2 separate regions of the Sus scrofa genome follow, and region 2 is linked to region 1. Evidence: chromatin contacts called from public Hi-C data. All regions are on one chromosome and are shown on one strand. The core of a region is the stretch at or near the end of the contact, and the rest is flanking DNA. Distances in the headings are between cores, read along the strand shown. Region 1 holds the start of TIMM22 (mitochondrial import inner membrane translocase subunit Tim22). Region 2 overlaps VPS53 (vacuolar protein sorting-associated protein 53 homolog).

Region 1 (7,684 bases), core at 2,823-5,322:
GGGGTGACTCTGTCACCCAAGGGACATCTGCCTCTGCCTGGAAACACTTTCATTTGCCACAACGAAGGGCTGCCACTAGCATCCAGGGCGGAGAGGCCGGGGATGCTGCTGTACATCCTACAATGCCTAGGACAGCTCCCAGCTCTCCAGCCCCGGCAAAGACTTATCTGGTCCAAAATGTCAACGACGCCAAGGAGCAGAAACCCTGATCTAGATACCAGAAGTTTCCAAAACTGAATTAACACAGAAGCAAATGTGATTTACTGTCAGAAGAGAAGACTACTGAGTGTCCACATATGCCTTAGGCTGTCCTTGGAACGCTTACATATCTGCAAATGTCAACTTCAGCATGTTGTCCAAGGCCACAAAGCAAACCATGCGACGACTGGTTACTAACCTCTGAAACCAATGGCTCCTCCAGTGATGCAGCCACTAATGACACTGTTCTTCCAGTCTGATTTTCCCCGGTACTGTGGGTGGAGAAGAGCAGTTCAGAGCCAAAGAAACAAGCCAGACAAGACGATGAAGGGAAAAGAGGCAGGGTTTCTGGGTAGCTAATTTAGTCCCTCCCCAAAGGAAACCTCCTCTTTTTCAAAAGTATAGTTTTCAAAAATTTGAATGTGTTCATAAATGCTTCTTGCAGGTGGAACCAGGGCACTGAAACCAAGTGCACCATTTGAGAGGTAACCAAAATCTCTTCTCAGGTTCCCCAGTTAAGTCCTGTGTTCAAAATCATTAGCCAAACTTTGTAAATCAACTATAATAAAAAAATTAACATCTTAAAAAAATAAACGTAAAATCATTAACCAACTTCTACCCTACAAAAACAAGTAAAGAATAAACCAAGCCCAAATGATAAACACAAAAAACGTTTACATGAGAGACTAATGGAAATTCAATCTAGCAAATACGAGACATTTCTGAGCTGCTTTCTAGTAACAGCAAGAGCCTTTCTCTTGCGAAGCTGTCAGACGGAAACAGGCAAGGCTCTCTCGGAAGGCAGGGACACTTACAGATTCGACCAAACACTCAGTGCAAGAAAACATGGCGCCCACAATGGCGAAGTTTTTGGCATAGGACATTCCTCTCTGCCCCATGTCTTTAAGAACTTCTTTTGCCGTCGGCGTTCGGTAAGGATCCTTCGGGTCAAAGCCCACATTGGTATCGATGCCGGCAGTGAACACCCCAAATGCACCTCCCAAGACAAATCCTACAAACACACACAGAGACGAAGATTTCTTTGGCATGGTTTCTGGATTACTGCAGTGGGGTCACGCTCAAATAGCACCTTTTGGGTGGCTGCCAGCGAAAGGAACCATCCCACCCCCCACCCCCGCCTCAAAAACTCTCCCCTTGCCTGGTTTCCACATCACAAAATCCAGATCTTGTTGACAGCTTCTCGTCTGCTCTTCTTGGATTTCCTCCTCCTCCTTTCATTTGCTAACATTCCTCAAGATTTAGTGTCTTTCCCTCTTTCTCTTGCCACACTTTTCATGCAAACCACCCACCCTCAAGTTCAGGTAAAAACTTTGCAAATCGCCCCTTGACAACAGTGCATTCGTAATAGTCATTTGGCAAACACCACGTGCCAGTCACCCTGACACTTTACAGCCAGTCGTATTTATTCTTGACAATAATCCGGTGAGGTAGATCTTATTATCCTCTCCTTTCTGTAGCCGAAGAAGCTGAGGCTCCAGGAAGTTAAGTAACTTTCCTCAAGTCACAAAGCGAATGGCTACCCCTACGCTGCTGTGCACAGCTGACCTTCCGGAGCCTGCTGGGCATCTCCATGTGGATGCCCTCTCAGCACCTCGACGTCTGTAAACGCTCAAGGAAATCTCGGGCGCCGCCCCTCCAGACGTTCTTGTTTATGGCTCCTTCTTCCTAGTCACTCCTGCCCCAAAATGCAAGGGCATTTTTTCTTTTCATTTATTTATTTATTTTTGCTTTTTAGGGCAGCACCTGCAGCAGATGGAAGTTCCCAGGCTAGGGGTGGAATCAGAGCTACAGCCACTGGCCTACACCACAGCCACAGCCACACCAGATCTGAACCGCGTCTGTGACCTACACCACGGCTCACGGCAACGCCAGGCCCTTAACCCACTGAGCAAGGCCAGGGATCGAACCCATGTTCTCATGGATACCAATCGGGTTCGTGACTGCTGAGTCACATCGGGACTTTATGGCTTCCACCTTGGGGCACTACAAAGACTCATTCATCATTTTAACAGCTATGTAAGATTTATCAGGGTCAGGTATTGATGAAAAAAGACCCAGTCCATGGCTCAGGGAGCTTCAGTCTAGCAAATTCCCTCTCGGGTCTCCCTGTCTACAGACGTTCCCTGGCCACACTCCACCCTCAGTCATCATACTCACTACCACTGCTACCCTCTAAAAAAAATCATCTATTGCTGCCCTTAAAACTACAGGCAAAAAGCCCAAATCCCCCACTCAACCCCCGTTTTTGTTTTGTTTTGTTTTGTTTCTTTCTTGGGGGCTGCGTCTACAGCATGTGGAAGTTCCTGGGCCAGGGATCCAACCTGCACCAAAGCAGCCACCTGAGCTGCAGCAATGACAACGGCTGGGTTCCTGCTGTGCCACAAAGAACTCCTTTCACCCCCAGCATGAAATGACATCTCTCCGCCTCCTTGTCTACCCACACTCTCCATCCTTCAAGACACATCTCCAGTCTCACCTCCTCCAAGGCCTTCCCCAACCAAAAAAGATCTTTCCTCTTCCTACCGTACATCATATTTGCACTCTCGCTACATTCGTGTCTCTCTCTGCTTCTCTCTTCTTTTTTGGCTGCACCCGTGGCATGCAGAAATTCCTGGGCCAGGGCTCAAACCTGCACCACAGCAGTGACAACGCCAGATCCTTAATCTTCTGAGCCACCAGGGAATTATGACCTTCACTTCTTAATTGCCTTTCATTCTCAATTAGATTTCAACTCATCTGCAAATGTGGTCAGCCTCTTTGCATAGAGGAGAGACACCTACATTCTCAAATGCTCAAGAGGTTAAAAAAAAAAAAAAAAGTCCAGATTTCTTCCCACCTCCTGCCCCCATTCCCTGCTGTCTAGTCATAATGGCCTTTCTGTTTTTCTAATCTCGAGCCACTACAAGCCAGACCTTTGCAAGTGCTGTGTCCTGCCCTGCAGGGCCCTCCTCCAGGCTCCTTCTCAACATTTTTCTTTCTATGTATATTAAGAGGTTAGCTTCAGAAGAACAAGGCTCTTGTCTCTCCATCACCGGGCACGTGATAGCTACTCAGTGACAATCTGTTGAAAAGTGATTAATTAAAAGAGAATGAACAAAGAAATGTGTGAACGAATGAATGAGGTCAACCATCTTACTCCCCCAGGTCCTGATCTAGGGCCGGTTCTCTGATCCAATTTCCAGAGACGGAAGCCTAGAGGGTCTAAGGACGCACTGCTCAAGTTCACTGAACCAGGCGGGGGTGGGTCAAGGTCGAGGCCCACGGACTCCTTGCCTCTCAGGAGCGTGTTCTTCTTGGCAGGGCACCCTGCTGCCGCCCAAGCCCTCGGCCTCCCAAGGGCCCCCCTCACCTCGCCTCACCTCCCACGCAGGCCAGCGCCGCCTTGAAGGCGCAGCTTTCCATCGCCCTCTCGATCATCTTCTGCTCCTCACTCTTGGCGGGACTCGGGATCCCGCCCAGGGTCCCAGGCTCCAGGACCCGGGGCTGACGCTTGTCACCCACCAGGTGCTGCAGAAGAAGGCTGTACTGCAGAGGGGCTTCCGTGGAAGCCGCCGCCTCAGGCGCAGAGACCCCTGCACTGGGGGCCGTCGCCGCCATGACAGTAGCTGCCCAAGAAACCTGGCGTCCTTCTTCCCACAGGCGATTCCACAAGCTTCCCGTGGGCCCTTGCGCGCACAGCCACCGAGACGCAACAGCAGATTCGCCACACCGGGCGAGTCCAAAGAAGTCGCGAAAGCCTGTTCGTGCACACGCGGCAGAAGTGCTATCATGTTCTCTCAAAACCTTCTGTGAACACGGAATCAGGCTTGTGCAACATTCCCGAAGGCAATGATAAATAAGAGTCAGAGTCACCAGAAAGGTCTCTCTTCGTGGCTGAAGCGCGGTGCGTACTGGGATTTGTAGTTCTAATAGGTACACCCCCAGACAGTTCCCAGGAAGCCTTGCGCGGACACGCGCGTCTCTGCCTCTTCTGGAGCTCCTGACAGGCGGAAGGGAGGGAGGGTGCAGCGCGCAGGAGAGCCAGCAGGGGGCGCGCGAGCCTCATCTCTGCCCTGCGAGCCAACTGATTGCTTGCGGGGGTTGTGGGATGGCAGTGGGCTAGAGTGCTTGCTAAATTGACGTAGCATAAATGTATGAAATAAATGTTTTATTCAGCAATTAAGCCATTGAGGGGAGAGAGAAGGGGCCAAAAATGAGTGAACAAATGAGTGAAGCTAGGCAAGCTAAGAAAAATCCGGGACAGTGGTAGGAAGTGGAGTGAGGCTGCTACCCCAACCACGAGTCAGTGGAATGAGCGGTGTGGGACTAGCGTTGCCATGCAAAGCCAAATTTACATTATGCTGATTCAGTTAAACTGCTTACGAACTTGCAGACTCAGAACCTGAAGGTTAACTGTGAGATAGCACCGTATATGAATCCAGAAGAACTTTTGCAGTAGTGTCGATGGCACTAAAATAGATCCCTAAATATTGTATTGATCCAGACTAGGAGTGTTTGGGTGTATCAGCTAAGAGAGCTGTAAATGGAAGCAGAAGGTGGTGAGCAGTAGCCAGTCTACTGAGACACCTCTTTGGTCGCCAGAGTTCTCTGTGCCTCTAAGCAGGGCATGTGGTTCACTTGCTTCTGCTCCCACCAGACCGCTGAACAAGCTCGCCCTGAGGTCTCCAGTGCTTCCCAGTTGTTGAGACTAATTCAGATGCCTTTCACTTGACTCCTCAGCTGTATGTGATACTGTCGATTCCTCCCTGCTTCGGAGTTTCTTCGCAGTTTCGGTGGAGCCTCTGTCCTGGTTTTGCTAGAATCTCTTCAGTTCCTCAGACTTTGCAGGCACCTCTGCCTGATCCTTTCCTGTTGGATGCTCAGGGCCTCATCCTTTATCCTCTTCTCATGCACCTTGCTCTCTCTGAAGCTGTTCACCCACTCATGGCTTCTACCACCACCTCTAACAGAGCAATGGCTCCCAGATTTTTATCTCCAGCTTCAATCCTTCTCAGCAGCATGAAAACCAGTCATTTCCTATAGGCACCTCAAACTCAACACACCCTGCCACCCCCCCTTTCCTTTCAGATGAATGAGGGGCCCAGGACTCTGATTCATGCCTTAAGAGCCAAAGTTGGATCTGAGAGAAGTTGGAACAGCCCCATAGGCAGGTCTCAGGCAAGGGCCTTGGGAACAAGGAGCGATCTAAATGGTTAACCCGTGCGGCTGGTTAGAGAGCAATCATCAATCCCCAAATGAAGCGTCAGCATCGGAGTTGAGCTGAGACCCAAGTCAGCACAGAGAGGAATGCCGTGGGACCATGCTGTGTTTTTGGACTGAGATGGCCCGGATCACAGATGGAGACCCCAGATGCTCTGGTCTGCCGCTCTCTCTCCCCACCCTCGCCTTCCACAGTGGAATGGGTTTCACTGAATGGAGAACTTGAACCTCCTCAAGCATATTCCGAAAGTGAGAAGTGGTTTCCCACATCTGTTTCTCTGGCTGGAACCTTTGCAGGTGCCCAAGGGACTTTGTTTGGCCCTGGTTTTGCTGGGAGCTCAACAGCTCTCCCTTACAGGCTTTCTGTTCCAGCCCCAAGGATGCAGAGATGGGGCAGCATCTCAGTGGGGCAGAGAGAACAGGAGACACTTAAAGATGAATTCAGTTCACAGGGAGAGTTGTAGGAGGTCGGGACGCTCTGAGTCGATGACCCACCACTTGAAGGACTCTGGGTAGTGACGTGGAACTGGAGGAAGGCCTGATTGTATCTCACCCCAGGCGTCCAGGCCAGCCCGGCTGTTCTCTAGTTCTCTCTGCCCATTGGGAGCCCAGGAGTAAAAGAAATAGCACGAGTGGTGTGGCACGGGGAGGTCTGGGTTGAGAAGCGCACTGTGTCCTGTGTAGCTTTTGAGTTGGCTGTGATTTTGGTAACGGGGTTGGGGGGTACTCTGAATAGTCCTGTTGATGGTAGGAGGTTCGGCCACATGGGGACTCTGAGTAGCCAGCTAAGTCACTGTGGACGGACGGTGGCTACTAGACAAGTGACTTCGTATTTAAAGGGCCTTGTTGGAGTTCCCTTCGTGGCTCAGTGCAAACGAATCTAACATCCATGAGGACACAGGTTCGATCCCTGACCTCGCTCAGTGGGTTAAGGATCTTGTGTTGCCATGAAATGTGGGGTAGGTCATAGGTGCAGCTCAGATCTATTGCTGCTGTGGCTGTGGTGTAGGCTGGTGGCTACAGCTCCGGTTCAACCCCTAGCCTAGGAACTTCCATATGCCACAGCGTAGCCCCGCAAAAGACAATACATAAAAATAAAAATAAAGGGATTTGATCCATGTCCTCCATAACCAGAGGATGCTTAGGTGCTAAGGATGGAAATACGGCAGCTGAGAAATTCATGGAAGAAGAGATTAATAATAGGTGGTTGTAGCTGGGCCAGAGCAGGAGCCGAAGTATCCCAAGAAGGTGACAGTATCCACCAGCTTCACCAGGATGGCTTCATCTTCATGTGAGGCGTGTGCATCAGAGAAGAAATCCAAAGATGTTTAAGAATCGAGACTTGGTACGACCTTTGTACCACTCGTCCCCTGTGGTCACATAAGGCAAGATGTGAGTTTTAACATGGGCCATCTGAAGCTTTGCACACCTGTTTGGCTAGAGGTTCTGCTTAGGAAGGAATGATGAGTAAGAATTAGGCTCTTCCCCATTTTCCAGTCTTTTTCTGATTTTAGCAGTGTATCCATAAATATCGATACATGTATATCTTTGTGTACATATGCTGCTATAGCTGAAGGCTGAGGAATGTGATTTATGAATCTTATAGGTGACAAGTAGGTATTTGTTCTGTGCATGTTTTGTATGACATCATGTGTCTTAGAATGCAGTTTCTCAGGAATTCCTGTCGTGGCTCAGCGGAAACGAATCTGACTAGCATCCATGAGGACACGGGTTTGATCCCTGACCTTGCTCAGTGGGTTAAGGATCCAGCACTGCTGGAGCTGTGCTGTAGCTCGCAGATGCAGCACAGATCTGGCGTTGCTGCAGTTGTGGTGTAGGCTGGCAGCTACAGTTCAGATTCAACCCCTAGCCTGGGAACCTCCATATGCCTTGGGTGTGGCCCCTAAAAAGACCAAAAAAAAAAAAATGCAATTTCTCAAAAGGAAGACTGTTATGTGTATATGGCTCCTTAACACATTTTTTTTGTTTTCACTGCGCCCATGGCATGTGGAAGTTCCTGGGCTAGTGGTGGAACTCACACCATGGCAGCAATTCAAGCCGCTGCAGTGAAAATGCTGGATCCTTAACTCTCTGCACCACAAGGGAACTTCTCTTAACACATATTTTAAAACAATAATAATTTGCAGAACAGCAAGTCAATTCATGTAAAATAACTACCTAAATACCAGTAGGGATATACTTTTTAAGTGGGTCTCTTGAACCGCATATGCATAGAGAGTGCTTCCCATAAGCCAAAGGATGTGGC
Region 2 (7,684 bases), core at 2,082-4,581, 290 kb after region 1:
TTTAAGAAAAGAGGAGTGTTCGTGGCAGGGCTGAGGCCTGGACCCTGGCTTCGTCGCTCCTTTCGCCAGTCCCCAACACCTTGCTCTGGCGGCGGCCCCGGGCCCCCCTCCTCCTCCTGGGAGCCACTCCCCTCACATCCTTTTTTTTTTTTTTTTTCATTTTTGGCCACCCCGTGCCACGTGGAGTTCTCGGACCAGAGGTCAGATCCGAGCCGCAGTTGCAGCCTAAGCCGCAGCTCAGATCCTTAACTCACTGTGCTGGGCCAAGAATCCAACCTGCATCTCAGAGCTCCAAAGACACCGCTGATCTCGTTGCACCACAGTGGGAACTCCATGTCCTTCGTCTTTTGAAAAGCCATTTTAGGCAGGGGTTTCCCTCTTCACCCCTGTCCTACCAGAGTTTCTAGTCCACCCCTCCTCATCTTGCCTGGTTCTGGATTATTTTTTTGTTTTTGTTTTTGTTTTTTTGTCTTTCTGCCTTTTCTAGGGCCACTCCTGCAGCATATGGAGGTTCCCAGGCTAGGGGTCTAATCGGAGCTGTCGCTGCCAGCCTGCACCACAGCCACAGCAACTCGGGGATCTGAGCCGCGTCTGCCACCTACACCACAGCTCATGGCAACGCCAGATCCTTAACCCACTGAGCGAGGCCAGGGATTGAACCCGCAACCTCATGGCTCCTAGCTGGATTTGCTAACCACGACGGGAACTCCTGGTTCTGGATTCTTATTAAAATCTTTTCATTATTTCTGAGCTTCTGGGGCAGGAGGGGGAGGGGTCACCCCATGTGACTTATCGTAGAAATGCCAAAGCGCCCTTCGGGAATGTGGGAACAGAGCTTGGCGGAACACTCGGGAAATCACCACCCTTTCCCTCCTCCTTCCAGCTGCTTCACACGTAGAGCTGGCTGACCGCCATATCACACTGGGGCTGTGACGCAGCCAAGGGAGCAGACAAACGGGGCTCTGTGAGCTGCAGGGAGGAAGGGAGCTTGGCGAGAAGGCAGACTTGCTTTGGGTGGACGGGGCGGGGAGAAGCATCCCTCCCCTCACCCTCCTGATCGTCTGGACTCGATCCTTTTCCGCAGTCACTTGCTCGTCTCTTCACTTACCGAGTAGATATTTATCGCGCACTTTCTGTGTTCTAGGCCCCGTGCTGGGCTACTGAGGGTGCAGCGATAAGAGAGAGGTAGTGTGGAGAGGAGAGACTGATTGAAAGTTTCGTATAGGGTGGATATAACAGAACTGGTCTCGGCTGTGCAGGCAGAGGGTCTCAGAAGCGTAATTGATAGACTCAGCCTTTTTTTTTTTTTTTTTTTTTTTTTGGTCTTTTGTCTATTTAGGGCCGTGCCTGTGGCATATGGAGGCTCCCAGGCTAGGGGTCCAATTGGAGCTACAGCTGCCAGCCTCTACCAGAGCCACAACAACGCAGGATCCGAGCCTTGTCTGCGACCTACGCCACAGCTCACGGTAACGCCGAATCCTTAACCCACTGAGTGAGGCCAGGGATCAAACCACAACCTCACGGTTATTAGTCGGGTTTGTTAACCACTGAGCCACTGCAGGAACTCCTTTAACCTCATCTTAAATGATTAGGTGGGATCTTACCACCCAGACAAGGAGAAGGGAAAATAGAGAACATCCCAGGCCTTAGGGAGACGATGGCGGCTGCAAGGCCGTGTCTCCGTAGGCCGGGTCAGGTTTTATCCACCTGGCTGGGAATCTGTTCTTCAGTCTGTGGACAATGTAAGTTTTTAAGCAGGGAGAAACATGGTCTCATTTGCATTTTGCGAAAGTCTCATGGGTTCTAGTAGGTACAGGAGCCTGGAGACTGGGGTATGTTCTGGATTAGAAAAGATGGAGACCGTGACAGTGACCGTGAGGTCAAGGAGATGTGGGGAGGTGTCGGTTACCCGAGGGTGGGATGGGCACTGTGTTAGCAGCGTTGAGGCAGAACTGAAGGTTATTTATAAAAAGCACTGTAGGGACAACAAGAGAATGCACTCTTTTAGGATTCTTGCCTTTTAACATTTTTCTCAGAGACGTGGTTTAATAAATTTAAAGGAACTTAGTGATCACTGCTGTAATGACACTGCCTTTAAAAAGAGAAAAAGGAGAGTTCCTCTTGTGGCTCAGTGGAGCCTGACTAGTACCCATGAGGACCCTCACTCAGTGGGTTAAGGATCCAGCGTTGCCGTGAGCTGTGGTGTAGGTTGCAGATGAGGCTCGGGTCCTGCGTTGCTGTGGCTCTGGCATAGGCCGGTGGCTGCAGCTCTGATTAGACACTTAGCTTGGGAACCTCCATATGCCACAGGTGCCCTAAAAAGACCAAAAAAAGAAAAGAAAAAAAGAAGAGTAAAATTCTGTTGATATAGTTTGGTGTCCCAGCCGTTCATTATCATGTAGGGTTGCTGCAAACACAGGAGGAATCACTTTTCTTTCAGTTCATTTCACAACTTTCTATTTGCAAAAATTTGCATTGATTAGTGGAATATACATGCTATTAAGTAACGCAAAAAATAACAGAAAGGAAGAAACCTCTTGTTTTCAGTGCCTGACTGTAATTGTTTTTCAAGAGGCACTAAAAGTTTGAGGAAAGTCCAGACTTTCTTATTTTTAGCATCATTTCTGGTGAATTTTCCTTCCTTAAGTTTATATCGTGATGGTAGAACCATCTGGAAATGATAGAAATAGCTTGTTTGTTTGGGGGGAGGGGAGAAGGCAGGAGAGTTACACCCTGTGCACTACTTCGGTTTCTCGAACTTAACAGCCTGCCGTCTTCTGTAAACTGTGGAAGTTGCAGCGAAAGTTAGGTTCTGAAATCTTTGCCTGTACACTTGAAATATGAAGTTGAGGGACTTTGATTTGAATATAGCTGGTTCTTCAACTACCCTTCTGGAAAATGCTTCAAAGTTAATGTAGTGTTGAAGGAAAGATTTTTTTTTTCCCCTTTAATGTCGTCTTTACATTTCAAATCCTCCTGGCTTAAGAAGATCCACGAAAGCCAATGTGTCTAATGAGTCCGTGTCTCCCGAGGAAGAATGGAAGGTCTCGCTTTCTCCTGAAACCCAGGCAGCCGTCGAATGGCGCCATGTTGTTCAGGGCTCTTTCTAACCACTTGTACGTGAGAGGTACTTGGCAGGCTGCGAGGCATCACGGGGCGTCGGGATGAAAGAAACCCATGTGAAGAATGGAAAGGCCTGACCGTGACAGGTTCTTTCTGAGAGAACTTCAGTTTCAAAAGTGAGGATTTCGAAAGTGTAAGGGCTGTGCCTGATGATCTCGAAGCGTCCCACTGACTCACTCTAAGATGCTGGGTTGAGATTCTTTATAGAGCCTGTCTGTCTGGAAATGGAGCAGCTGACTCATCTGACTGACTAACCCTTCTGTCCGGTACAGACTGTATTTTGGGAGGTCCTTTTATTGCAAACCGTTGAGGGTACTGTCTTTGAGACTGTCGTTCACATGGTTTGGGAAGCATCAGGGGTATTTTATCCATAAATGTCGAAGTGGTTTTCGTAGTTGGTTGTCCCTCTGAAATCTGATAGCACATTCAGGGAAGGGCGCCTTCGAACAACCCTTGGTCACGTGGCGTGAAGGACCCTAAAAGACAGTGGGTTGACCTTCATTTCCAGGCGGCACACTGTATTATTTTTCATTTCCTACGAGTGGTCAATGCTGAACTGTCACTACCCACCCAGGCCGAGCCTCTTTGGATGCCAGGGGGAATTTTTACTCCCCCTCTGTTAGTCGTAGATTGATTTGCATAAGGGTAACTGGGCCATCTTGGAAGCTGAACTCAAATAGATGCTCTGCTAACAGAATCTGTTCATCCGTCTCTTTTTAGGGTCACATCTGCGGCATATGGAGATTCCCAGGCCAGGGGTCAGATCGGAGCTACAGCTGCTGACCTACACCACGGCCACAGCGACACGGAATCCGAGCCGTGTCTGCGACCTACATCACAGCTCACGGCAACGCCGGATCCTTAACCCATGGAGTGAGGCCAGGGATCGGACCTGAAACCTCATGGTTACAAATGGGATTCGTTTCTGCTGTGCCACAGCAGGAACTCCCAGGACTTACTTTTCATTGTTACAAGAGGAAAGAGTAGAAAGGAATGAGGCTGAAGGTGTGTTCTTTTAAGCGTGTTGACGTTTTTCTAGGATCTTGCTTAAACAGCTGGTGGTAAAGACTGCTATTCATATCTTACCCTGAAAGTGCACGGCTCATGGCTTGGGTTTCTCGATACCATCAGTAATGTCAGTAAGGGAAGTGGTTGCTCTTTCATCCGAGTCACTGGTAGACACTTCAGAAACTATGCTTGGAAAGATGTGCAAAAGCTTATTGTTCTGCTCCAGCATTAATTATTCATCCCACTTGCAGTCACCTGCAAGGATGGATGCTGTTGCCAGCTAGCACTGTACGGTGGGTGTTGTGAAAGAATCAGGACTGGGGAGGATACTGAAAGGCCTCCATCCTCACCCTTTTATTTCAAAACTCTTGTTAGTTGTGACCCACAAAGGGGAAATGACTTATTTAGGACTACATGTAGCTCATTAGGGGCATAGCTAAGACTAGGCTATCTGAAAGGGTGGCCTTGGAAATGGATTGAAAAAGAGGCCAAGGGGCTCTGTCAGTCACAGTGTTGGTGCTTCACCCTCTTTTCTGCACCTCTCATGGGCTCCGTCTTTTCAGGCGCCCCGATTTCAGATCTGGTTAAGAATACGGAGTTAGGGGATTGTCGGGTGGGGAGGGTGACAGGCAGGGCTGGAAGCATCGGATCCCTGAGATGCTTTGGAGCCCTGAGAATAAGACTGTGACTGTCCCTGGGTGGGGGGACGGGGGCAGAGCTTCCGATCCAGAAATTATCCTGTGGCTTAGGAGAGAGTGAACCGGGATCCCTGTGTCCTGCCAAGACCAGAGGAGGAACAGAGGGGCCTGAGGCTCTAGAAGCTCTGTCTTGTGACCTGGCATCAGGGGAGACTGTCTGCCTGGCCCGATCTGTGGAGTCATAAGACCGCGAAGGTCCAGTTTTACAAAAGCATGTTCTCGTCTCTCCCAGTAGAGCTCCTACTCCAGGCTTCTTTCCCCTGCTCCGTTGGGCAGTGCTAAACAACGGGTGGCCCTGATTCTGCTCCAGTGGTGGTTATAATGCTGTCCTTTCTAGCCCCCTTGCAAAATGACTAAAGGGGCTGCAAACCCACCTGTAAGGGTGGCTTTAAACATTTTGAAGATAGTGGAAGAACCCTGGAAAGTATTGGGAGTAAGACATAATTATAACTATGCCACAGAAAAAAACAGACTGTTTTGGGTCCTGCCTATCCCCTCATTAAAAAAAAAAAAAAACAACGCTGTAGGTTGCCAAGCACTGCCTGGCTGCCTGGTAGCCAAAGAAATTGTGGTTTTGAGCTGTTCACTGCTTCTAGAAACTTCAAAAAAGTTAATTCCAAAGTAACAGGGTGGAGACCAAAAAAGGAAGAACACCATTTTATGGTGCTTTTAGCAAAGATAAAATATTGGCGGCCGGCCCAGGGCAGTCCAGCTCTGAGGATGGCGGGCGGAGGACGAGCACAGGGGGCGCCGACCCACGGCTCCCGGCCCCTGCCAGCAGCTTCTCCTTCCTCCTCTTTCCTTTAAGCTGACAGGTGTTTCTTGAGTTCCTCGTTTCCATACAAACCACTGTGGTCAATACTGACCTTGCTTTCGAACTGATTTTCAGTGTAACTCAGTTTTCATCTTCATTATCTTCTGGGCGAACTTAAATCTTCATTCAAGGGCCTTCACTCTCAATAACAAGTTTACTTTATCGTTTGACTCTTTTTACTTGAAGAAATATTCTTTTGTGTGTGGGGTTTTTTTTGGCAGGCGGGGCGGGGCATGCCCGTGGCATGTGGAAGTTCATGGGTCAGGGTTTGAACTTGCACCACAGCAGCAGCCTGAGGCACAGCAGTGACAGCGTCAGAGCCTTAACCCTCTAGGCCAACTAGGGAACTGCTAGAAAATGTTCTTTTTGTGCATTTGTTAAAACTTAGGATTCTGATGTTGGTTTCTGGGTTGAATAAAGAGCAATTCTGGAAGATGCTGACGCCCTCCTTCCGTCCTGTCCTCCGAGGAGCAGGAGGGTAGTGGTACCAGTACCCTGCAATGGATTTATGTTTGCCTTGGGCATTATTATATAGCATTTCCCTGCAGCATAACCCCTCTGATGACATGACAGGTAAGGGGTGGCCTGGAAGAACTTGGGATGTAGAAAATCCACACCTGGTAAATCCGATGCCTGGGTCCTGGTCGTGAACCGACTGCTAAGGTGTGTGACCTCTGTTAACTAGCCGCCCCTGCCCTCCTCCTGGATAATCCCTAAAGACTCTGGCAGTTCTGACCCCTCCGGATCTTTGCATAATTACTTAACGGAGATTTGAAAATTCCTCCGGGCAGTGATGTGTTGTTCTCTTTTCCCTTCAGAGTGAAGGCCGCCCAGACTGAGTTAGGACAGCAAATCCTGGCCGATTTTGAAGAAGCATTTCCTTCCCAGGGTACCAAGGTACTGTTTGGCATTTTCCCTTCCTCTTTAGATGTCATCACCGTTCTTGCCTGACACGCAGCTCGCTACAGGTGCTCTCCATGTACCATCCCAGAGGCCTTTGCTGGCAGCCGTAAGGTCCGTCTGCCAGAGTTCAGAGTAACGAGACCATCCTTGATGTTAAACGTCCCAGAGCCATGTTGATCTCCTCTGTGTCCTCTCAGCATCAGAAAGCAAAGGTTTGCTTTGGTTTAGTTTAATGTGTATCAAACCGAATACCTTTTTTTTTTTCTGAAGACCACACCTGCAGCATATGGAGGTTCCTAGGCTAGGGGTTGAATCCAGTTGCAGCTGCCAGCCTACACCACAGTCACAGCAACACTAGATCCTTAACCCCCTGAGCAAGGCCAGGGATCGAACCCTGGTCCTCACGGATACTAGTCGGGTTCATTGACCGCTGAGCCGCAACGGGAACTCCCTGTCAAATCTAATATCTTGTCTGCCTGGTAAATTTCTATCTTCTCATGGCCATATTTTAAAAAAACCATGTTTTTTCAAGCCACAGTGTTTTTAGCATAGTTACATAACTTTTTGGTTTCAGTTTGGTGAAGAGACAACTGGGAGGAGCGTCCCCAGGCTTATGTAACTCTGAAAGGGACACAGGAGGCTCGCTTCTAATGATCAGAATCCTGATCTTTGGAAGTAATCTCCTCAGCTCTCACTGGGAGCAGAGCTCTTATTGTTGTGTCTGCAAAACCCACAGTATTTCGCTTCCAGCTCTTGGTTACATTGCTCGTCCGTGTAACACACTTCCCCTTCCTTGGCCGTCATCGTGCTGGGGTAACTGCTTTTAGCTCCATCCTTCAAATTGTAGCAGACATAATCTTAATGCTTTGCATGTGTCTGGGAGAGAAGAACCTTCAGAAGGATTTTTTTCCCTCTCTCATTTGAGCTCTTTTGGGAGAGAGAGCTGTGCAGCGCAGAAATGAGCCGAAGCCCACACCAGAAGCACCATTTGGTGGGTGGATCTGGGGGTATATGTCCATTTACCGAGCCAAGGGCGCTTCTGGGACCTGCTCTGTGATTCAATAACTGGAAATATCTTTGTTGCTTTTCTTTGCGCCTCATAAAAGAAACTTGGGAAGTAGGTGGGGTAGCTGCCCCA

Evidence for each region. A called contact is a pair of places that touch in the nucleus more often than the background predicts.
Region 2: a contact with region 1 is called in a Hi-C map of embryonic fibroblasts, with 2.8 times the contacts expected there. The contact joins the enhancer-like site here to the promoter of TIMM22 in region 1. A contact is called at or near these places in 3 of 5 promoter capture datasets (fetal liver, fetal skeletal muscle and liver) and 1 of 47 Hi-C or Micro-C datasets (embryonic fibroblasts).

The regions. Positions count from the first base shown.
Region 1 is chr12:46,899,138-46,906,821 of Sscrofa11.1, forward strand. TIMM22 (mitochondrial import inner membrane translocase subunit Tim22) reads right to left here and starts at 4,073. Exons shown (of 5, transcript XM_021067526.1): 1 at 3,579-4,073; 2 at 1,014-1,210; 3 at 398-470. The coding sequence starts at 3,816.
Region 2 is chr12:47,191,195-47,198,878 of Sscrofa11.1, forward strand. It overlaps VPS53 (vacuolar protein sorting-associated protein 53 homolog), which reads left to right. Exons shown (of 22, transcript XM_003131813.4): 8 at 6,462-6,540. Among named protein-coding and RNA genes, the nearest start is that of VPS53, 53 kb to the left of the region's middle. Within about 2 kb of position 3,332, at least 15 of the 83 cell types and tissues checked have an H3K27ac peak or open chromatin away from gene starts, as enhancers often do. A contact at or near this core is called in embryonic fibroblasts, where this site is marked.